Linked DNA regions of Mus musculus: region 2 is linked to region 1. Evidence: chromatin contacts called from public Micro-C data. All regions are on one chromosome and are shown on one strand. Each heading gives the region's core, a stretch centred on a gene start, on an enhancer-like site or on the middle of the called end of the contact. The rest is flanking DNA. Distances are from core to core; before and after follow the strand shown.

What was found. A called contact is a pair of places that touch in the nucleus more often than the background predicts.
Region 2: a contact with region 1 is called in a Micro-C map of granulosa cells, with 4 times the contacts expected there. The contact joins two enhancer-like sites. A contact is called at or near these places in 5 of 484 Hi-C or Micro-C datasets (CD4 T cells, embryonic stem cells, granulosa cells and 2 more).

The regions. Positions count from the first base shown.
Region 1 is chr15:25,268,236-25,271,819 of GRCm38.p6, reverse strand. No RefSeq gene overlaps it. Among named protein-coding and RNA genes, the nearest start is that of 4930445E18Rik, 22 kb to the left of the region's middle. Within about 2 kb of position 2,004, at least 154 of the 459 cell types and tissues checked have an H3K27ac peak or open chromatin away from gene starts, as enhancers often do. A contact at or near this core is called in granulosa cells, where this site is marked.
Region 2 is chr15:25,725,671-25,729,213 of GRCm38.p6, reverse strand. It overlaps Myo10 (myosin X), which reads right to left. Exons shown (of 41, transcript NM_019472.2): 9 at 2,691-2,794. Among named protein-coding and RNA genes, the nearest start is that of Myo10, 100 kb to the right of the region's middle. Within about 2 kb of position 2,198, at least 23 of the 459 cell types and tissues checked have an H3K27ac peak or open chromatin away from gene starts, as enhancers often do. A contact at or near this core is called in granulosa cells, where this site is marked.

The DNA.
Region 1 (3,584 bases), core at 755-3,254:
ATTCATTGTGGGGCCAGAATATGCTTAGTTTCCCTGAAGAAATTTATTAAGTTTGAGTCTGCAGAGTGAGATAGAAAAACACAGCAACAGCATTTAGTAAAGGAAGAAAAGGGATTTTTGAAAGGTTTTGTTGCTTGCTAGCATTTCTCCAGCAGCGTTCAGCATCTGACACGTGTGTGGTAAGATCCTAGAGAAGTCCAGCTGACTGTGTACGCTTGAGTGTCCCTAGGAAGGTTAATTCAAATGTGATTACAGCCAACTCTCGGCTGGATGGTAGTTTGCATACTTAAGCAGGCAAGTTCAACCTCATCACATCCGTGTATTTTTCACTACACTGGTCCAACACCCTTTTGAAGACTTGAGGTTTTAGTAGGTGAACTGCAGGAAGAAATAGAGAAGGGAGCAGTGCATTGGCCCGAGCACGTATAGTAAGGGGGAGACTTGTGCGCATGACTATTTTACTGAGGGCTACCAGGAAGGAGACTGGATGTAGCTTTCAGGTTCTACGGCACAGATTCTGATGAAGCATGGTTCATGTTCATGCTAGATTTTTTTTCATTTGAAAGCAAACATTCTTAATTGTCCTCAGAAATGCCGATTTTATGTCATTAACAGTGGGGTTTTTTTTTTTTTTTTCTTTTTGAGACAGGGTTTCTCTGTGTAGCTCTGGCTGTCCTGGAACTCACTTTGTAGACCAGGCTGGCCTCGAACTCAGAAATCCACCTGCCCCTGCCTCCCGAGTGCTGGGATTAAAGGCGTGGGTCACCACGCCCGGCAACAGTGTATTTTTAGGGGACATTCTGCAGATGTCCCACTGTGAGACTGAGTAGCACTTAGCACATTAGCTGAATTAAAGCCATATCCTAGTCCTAAACGAGTTTCCAAGCCTTAAGTTGAGAGTACCTGGGAGAAAAACAAAACGAACACCAAAAGAACATAAACCAGGTTGAAAAAAAAGCAATCCCAAATAAAACCGCAGAGCAGGTAAATCCTTGGAGATCTAAACACCTCAAAGTCCAGCAAGCGCCACTTCTCGGGGCAGAAGCAGTGGTACCAGCCAGATCCAGCCCAAGAGCAGAGGCCCCAGGAGATTCCAGAAAGCTGCTCAGAGGAGAGGAAAGAAACAGTATCAAATAAGTCAAAATACAGCAGACACAGCCCAGCTAGTGGAGCCCAGCACCGGAGCACTGACTGAATGTCTGCAAATCACAACGGACGCAGGCTGCTCAAGACTGTCGTGCGATGAGGAGGAGTTGCTGATGTGTCTCTAGGCACACAAAAATTGGAGTGTCGTGCATGTGTAGACGTCTGGGACTCAGCATGTTTTGGCTTACGTTACTTCAGCGTGAGAAGCAGTGTGCAGAATTATGGTTATTAGCCAATAAGAAACATCAGGATTATGCCTGCACATGTTGCTAAATGGAATGGGGAGTTTACAGTACTTGGGATGTCTCAGATAACGTCAAGGCTGAAAGCGTTAAGCCCCGTGGTCTGTGAAAGTCGTATCTGAGCTGATTATTTCTTGGAGTATGGGAAAGTTTAGAGGTTGTGTTAGACCTCACCGTTGAGATGAAAGAGCTGCATTTATTTCATAGAGAAATGAGCCATTGCTTTGGAGTGATCACCTACTGAACAAAAGTATTAAAAATAAATATGACCTTATACAACAGTTCATGCTTACATACAGAACTCCCACAGGTATGCCCCATGTGTATTTACAAACCTTGCCTACACAAACGCAAATACACGCATGTGTGCTTACACACACAGGTACACAAACGAAACTTTCCTGCCTCCTTTTTCTCGTGTGTGTGTGTGTGTGTGTGTGTGTGTGTGTGTGTGTGTGTGGCCTTGCCCTAGCACTCTACCGCTGAGCTACATCATCACCCCGTTCTCTTACCTCACTTATTTATTTATAGGAAAAGCTGTGAAAAGATCTGGCTACTCTTCCTGTTTCGACATCTCTCAGCAGAAAGTCTACCCAGAAGGCGGAAGTAAAAGACAGTTTGTGGAATGGTTTTTTTTTTCCCCCTCAGCTGAAAGCAGACTTTAAGACAGCTATTTTATCTGATCTGTGTCACTGAGTGACTCATCCCCCCCCCCCCCCCCCGCGTGCTGCAAGTCGCCCTTAAGCACGTATTTCTAGGGCTTTCTGTGCTCATGCACTATTGACAAGCAATCCCCTGCTCCGTTCCCACGTTCCCTGAGGTGCTGCTTGAAGTCTGTAGTGAGCTAGTACTTCATTAAGGGATCCTCAGGGGTGGGAGGGCAGAAGTCTGCTATGTCTCCTCACCAGCTGGCAGAGCAGCTGCCTCCCTACCTGCGTTTATACTAATAGTCACTGACAAGGCTTAGTAGGCCAAGGGGTCTGGGTTCTCTGACGCCACAGCTCTGACCTCCACCCCTGAGGGAGAAATTCCAGATACCCAGCAGTTGAGTTTGAAGAGGGAGGAAGGTCAGTTGGAAGGGAAGAAAGCCCTTGCTCAGAGACTGGGTTGAAGTCACCCTGGAGACTCCCGACATCCTTTGTTTGCCTTCACTCTTTGAAAGGACAGGGTTCCAAGGCGCACACATGCCTGGGATGGTCTAAAAGGTGAAGTGACAGGCAAACATTGACACAGTGAACATGTAAAGGAAAAAGGAGTTAGTGCCTAGACTCAGAGGGTATGTTTGGTTTGTTTCCTGACACTTGTTGACTTGCTTGTGTGAGCTTTTACAATCTAACCTTAGGGAGAAAGTCAAAAGTGATTCCCATGGCAGCCCAGTGGGCCTCAGGCAGTAAGGGAGGAGACATTTGGTGAGAAAACAGATAATTCAGTAGGAATTTCTTTGTAGATTTTGCAATAAGTTGTAGAAGAAGAAAGATGAGGTTTTTTTTCTAGTTTATTTCTGAAAGAGTTAAAGTAGATTTTTTTGTTTTTGTTTTTGTTTTTTTGTTTTTTTTTAAGAGCATCTTCTGACTTTGTCTGAGCAAGGGAGAGTTAAGACATGTTAAGAATTGTCCACACTGTCCTGGGCCTTTGGGAGGAAAAAACAAAGGCCTGCCTTCTTGTAACCAAGTAGGACATCGAGAGAGATTGAGAGATTTGGGCCATGACATGCCCTTGGGACCATTTGCACCAAAGTGTTCCTGTGTTCCTGTTGACGGTGAGGAATGGGAGTTTTTCAGGTCCATGAGTCAGGGTCACCTGTTCCAGTGAGTCACAGAGGTCAGAGGTCATGGCTCAAGCAGTAATTGTTGAAGAGGAAGTAGCAGCCAAGTGGTTTTAGAGGCCAGATATGGTAGTTTTTGGAGGGGTTAAGTGGAGACTCAGACCAGGAGTCCCATGCTATTCAAAGAGTTATTCCTTGTAAGTTTTCTTTTTTAAAGATTTATTTATTGTATGTATATGAGTACACTGTAGCTGTCTTCAGACACACCAGAAGAGGGCATCAGATCCCATTACAGATTGTTGTGAGCCACTACGTGGTTGCTAGGAATTGAACTCAGGACCTCTGGAAGAGCAGTCAGTGTTTTTAACCACTGAGCCATCTGTCCAGTCCCTCCTTGTAATTTAAAACAAGGCCCAAAGCCTCAGGGTGGG
Region 2 (3,543 bases), core at 949-3,448, 460 kb before region 1:
ACCCAACACCCTCTCAGGCCATGCTCCCTGGTGGCCGCGGCTCTCTGGGAGTGGGACCTGCAGCAAGGCTAAACTAGATAATTACCTGTCTATAACAACAGTATCTTTTAATAACAAATGGTTTTCCTTCAGCTTCCAGAAATGGGCATAAACACAAGAAGAAACTCCCAAGGACATCTCTTTCCCCTGATTCCTCAAGAATAAAGAGGGTTGCTAATTTCAACGCATGCTTCTTGATTTGGGAGAGAAAAGAAGGGTTTGCTGTGGCAAAGTGAGAGTCCAGAAAAGAATGAAGGGACTACTTAAACCCCAGTTCTTTCTGGGGCTCTAGTGCTAGGAGTCCCAGGAGATAAACAAAAACCTAGCTCTGCATTTAAAACTGCGTGGCTTTTGCATAGGACCCATGTGGTCATTCTGAATACTTTACTTATAGGCAAGGTTTTGTTCTGTATCCCAGGCTGGCTTTGCGCTCACTAAGCAGCCCAGGCTGGCCTCAAATTTGCATCAGTCACCACGCCCCAGCCTCCTCAATGCTGACATCACAGGCATTTGTCACTGTGCCTGGCCTTCACCACCTCTAGATTACCAGACACAGGGCATATGCTACATAAACAGCAGTTCTGATGCTGCACGGATTTTGTAGATGCAACCTTCTTTCTCTTCTTTAGAAGTATTTTCTATCTGAAGTTGGTTACCTTTGGCAATACAGGACTCAGAGATCTGGGGTTAATATGATATTTTAAAAGAAGACGTCACAAAATCCAGCTTTCTCTCACTAGTACCCCACAGGGGCTGGGAGACAACTGTGCTATAAGCTGTCTTTCTTCATCCTGTTCTGGACTCACACTTTTCCCAGTACAAAGCCACCTGCCTTCTAGGTTCCTAGACCCCTCCCCTCTGAGGTATATACATAGAGTATTCTCTTCAGGGGGTGCCAGACACAGAGCCCTGACCTTGTGTGTGTGGAGCCCCAGTTTTGATCCTGATAACCGAGGACAGATAGAATAGTGACAGTCAGTGTCAGAGACAGCTGGAACAGACAGAGACAGAGACACAGATGGACCACTCTGCACTGCTCTGGACATTTGTGTGGCTTTGAACAGAGATGCAGAAGGAAAGAAAATCACATCACCGCCTCGTCTGCTTTGAATTCCATTTTTCCCCCTTTCTGCTTTCCTTTGTTTTTTTGAGACAGGATCTAAGTCTGTATATTAGGCTGACTTTACACTCAGGGCAAGCCTCCTGCCTCAGTCTCCCAAGTACTAGGATTGTAGGCATTAGCCACATTCCCCACTTGAATTCAGTTTCCAACTTCAAACCAGATTATATACATGGGATGGGGAAAATTTATGTGTGATTGATAGCTGATTTGAAATCAATGATTTGGTATTTGTCTGTCACCTGTTGGGTAGAAGTTCCCTGAACTGTATAGGCTACTACTGTTGCCCTTGGTTACACACCAACCCTGGATGTGGAGACCTTATTGATGAAGACACCACATACTGAACGATCAGAGAGTTTCTGACCTTTGAATGACTTAAAATGACAAGTCTAAAGAGTCTTGAAAGCAGGAAGACATGTGTAGGTTAAGGGCAGGCTGTTCATCAGCTCTGCAAGTCTCCCAGAAGACACCATTCTAATGAGCTGGCATGGCCATTAGGAGCAGAGCTAAATCCATGTAATGTTTAGGACAGGAAGTGTGAGCACCCCTTGGTATGCACAGGGACTGGTTCCAGGCACCCTGTAGGCATTACAATCTGAGAATGTTCAAATACCTCAGAAATAGGTGTACATGCCTATGTACATCCTCTCTATACCTTATCTCCAAATTACTTATAGTGCCCAATGCAGTATATATACATAACCGTTACACTGTACTGTTTAGGAAACAGCAACAGGGAAAAAAAAAGGCCTGAATAGATGAGTACATTTAAAAACCTGACAACACGTTTTCCCTCTGCTGACAGTTAAGTATGAGACCGTGAGCAGTGGATAGACAGGGATGCATGCGCTTGTGTCTGCTATATTTATACCTGATTAGATATAGTTACATGAGTCAACCCTGGACATATTGTACTCTAAAGCTGAGGACTCTGGCAAAGACACAGCCCACCACGTGACCTCCAGCCATACTCAGATAGGCTGTTCGCAGAGTACGCTGACCAGGCTCATTCAATGCAAGTCACAGTGTCCTGAGGCATTGTGAAACTGAGGGACACTAGCAACTGTTGCCACCATGAGTCAGCACCAGTGGTAACCTTGTCCCACGGCTAAGGGAACTATTTTTCAAAAGAAATCCTACCTACAGACTCAAAACTGGAGAACTGTGGCTAGGGGTGGGGGGTGGGGTAGGGCAAAGCCTGGGGCTCTATGAGTCTTGTTTTTAAGAGTGGAGGACACTGATTCTGAACATGCTGTTCCAAGTGAGCCACACCTCTGTCCTGATTGACGCTGTCACTCATCATGTTTGAAGGATACCTAGGATTCCCCTCTAGCCCAGAAAGCAGGCTTCCCTCTGACTTACAGGAAAAGAAATAACTGTTCTTATGTGTTCTTTCAAACGTAGTTATTTCTGTTTTCCTTACCAAAAAAAAAAAAAAAAAAAAAAAAAAAAAAAACAACCCTTTTTTTTAAGAGCAAAAATGAAACTCCTACTCTTATCAGGAGAACATTTTTAAAACTGAACTTACGATAACTTGTCTGAAGGATTCCTGGTCGCTGATCGTCTTGTCTTCCGTACACCCAGACTGATTCAAGTAATGGTAGTTTTCTGGCAAAGATAAATAAAATTCTTCTACAGAAAGACAAAGAAAGATGCGACATCAGTGCCCGGCTGGTATAGCTGACAAAATTCAGAAGACATCACTGTAATTTACCTGAGTACACTGAAGACTCTATTCTGGTTTTAATAACTAGAGCACACACCCAAGTCTATATCCCAAATGACCACACACTAAGATGCTGGTAGAGCTACTTTTTAGAAATCCCAGGGAAATAAAAACTTCATTAAAGTAAGCAGAACCATAGAGAACCCATTAACGAGACTCTTGCTTTATTGTTTTCTTCTAAAAGCCAAGCATTTCGGTTAGGGATGGTTAAGTGGGAGGGCTCGCTTAGGACACAGAAGCTCTCAGGCTATCCTCTAGTAGGACAATAAAGGAAAATAAGCACACACTTAGAAATGACTGTCACCTAGGTGTGTTTTAAAAGTATAACCTTTGCCTAGGGAGATGGCTCAGTGGTTAAGAGTACTGGCTGCTCTTCCCTAGGACGTGAGTTCAATTCCCAGCAACCACGTGGCGGCTCCCAACCCTCTGCAGCTGCCGTTCCAAGGAATCTGAGTCCCTCAAACACCAGTGCACATGAAGCAAAAATAAATGATTAAAAGAATATATCATATGGGGTAGTGAGTTTGTAACGCCAGGCTCGCTGGCCAACCAGCACAGACTCAATGGCAAGGTCCAGGTTCAGTGAGAGATCCTGGCTCCAAAGGTAATGCAGAGAGCAATGGGGGTGCCTCTGACATCACCTTCTGGCCTCTAT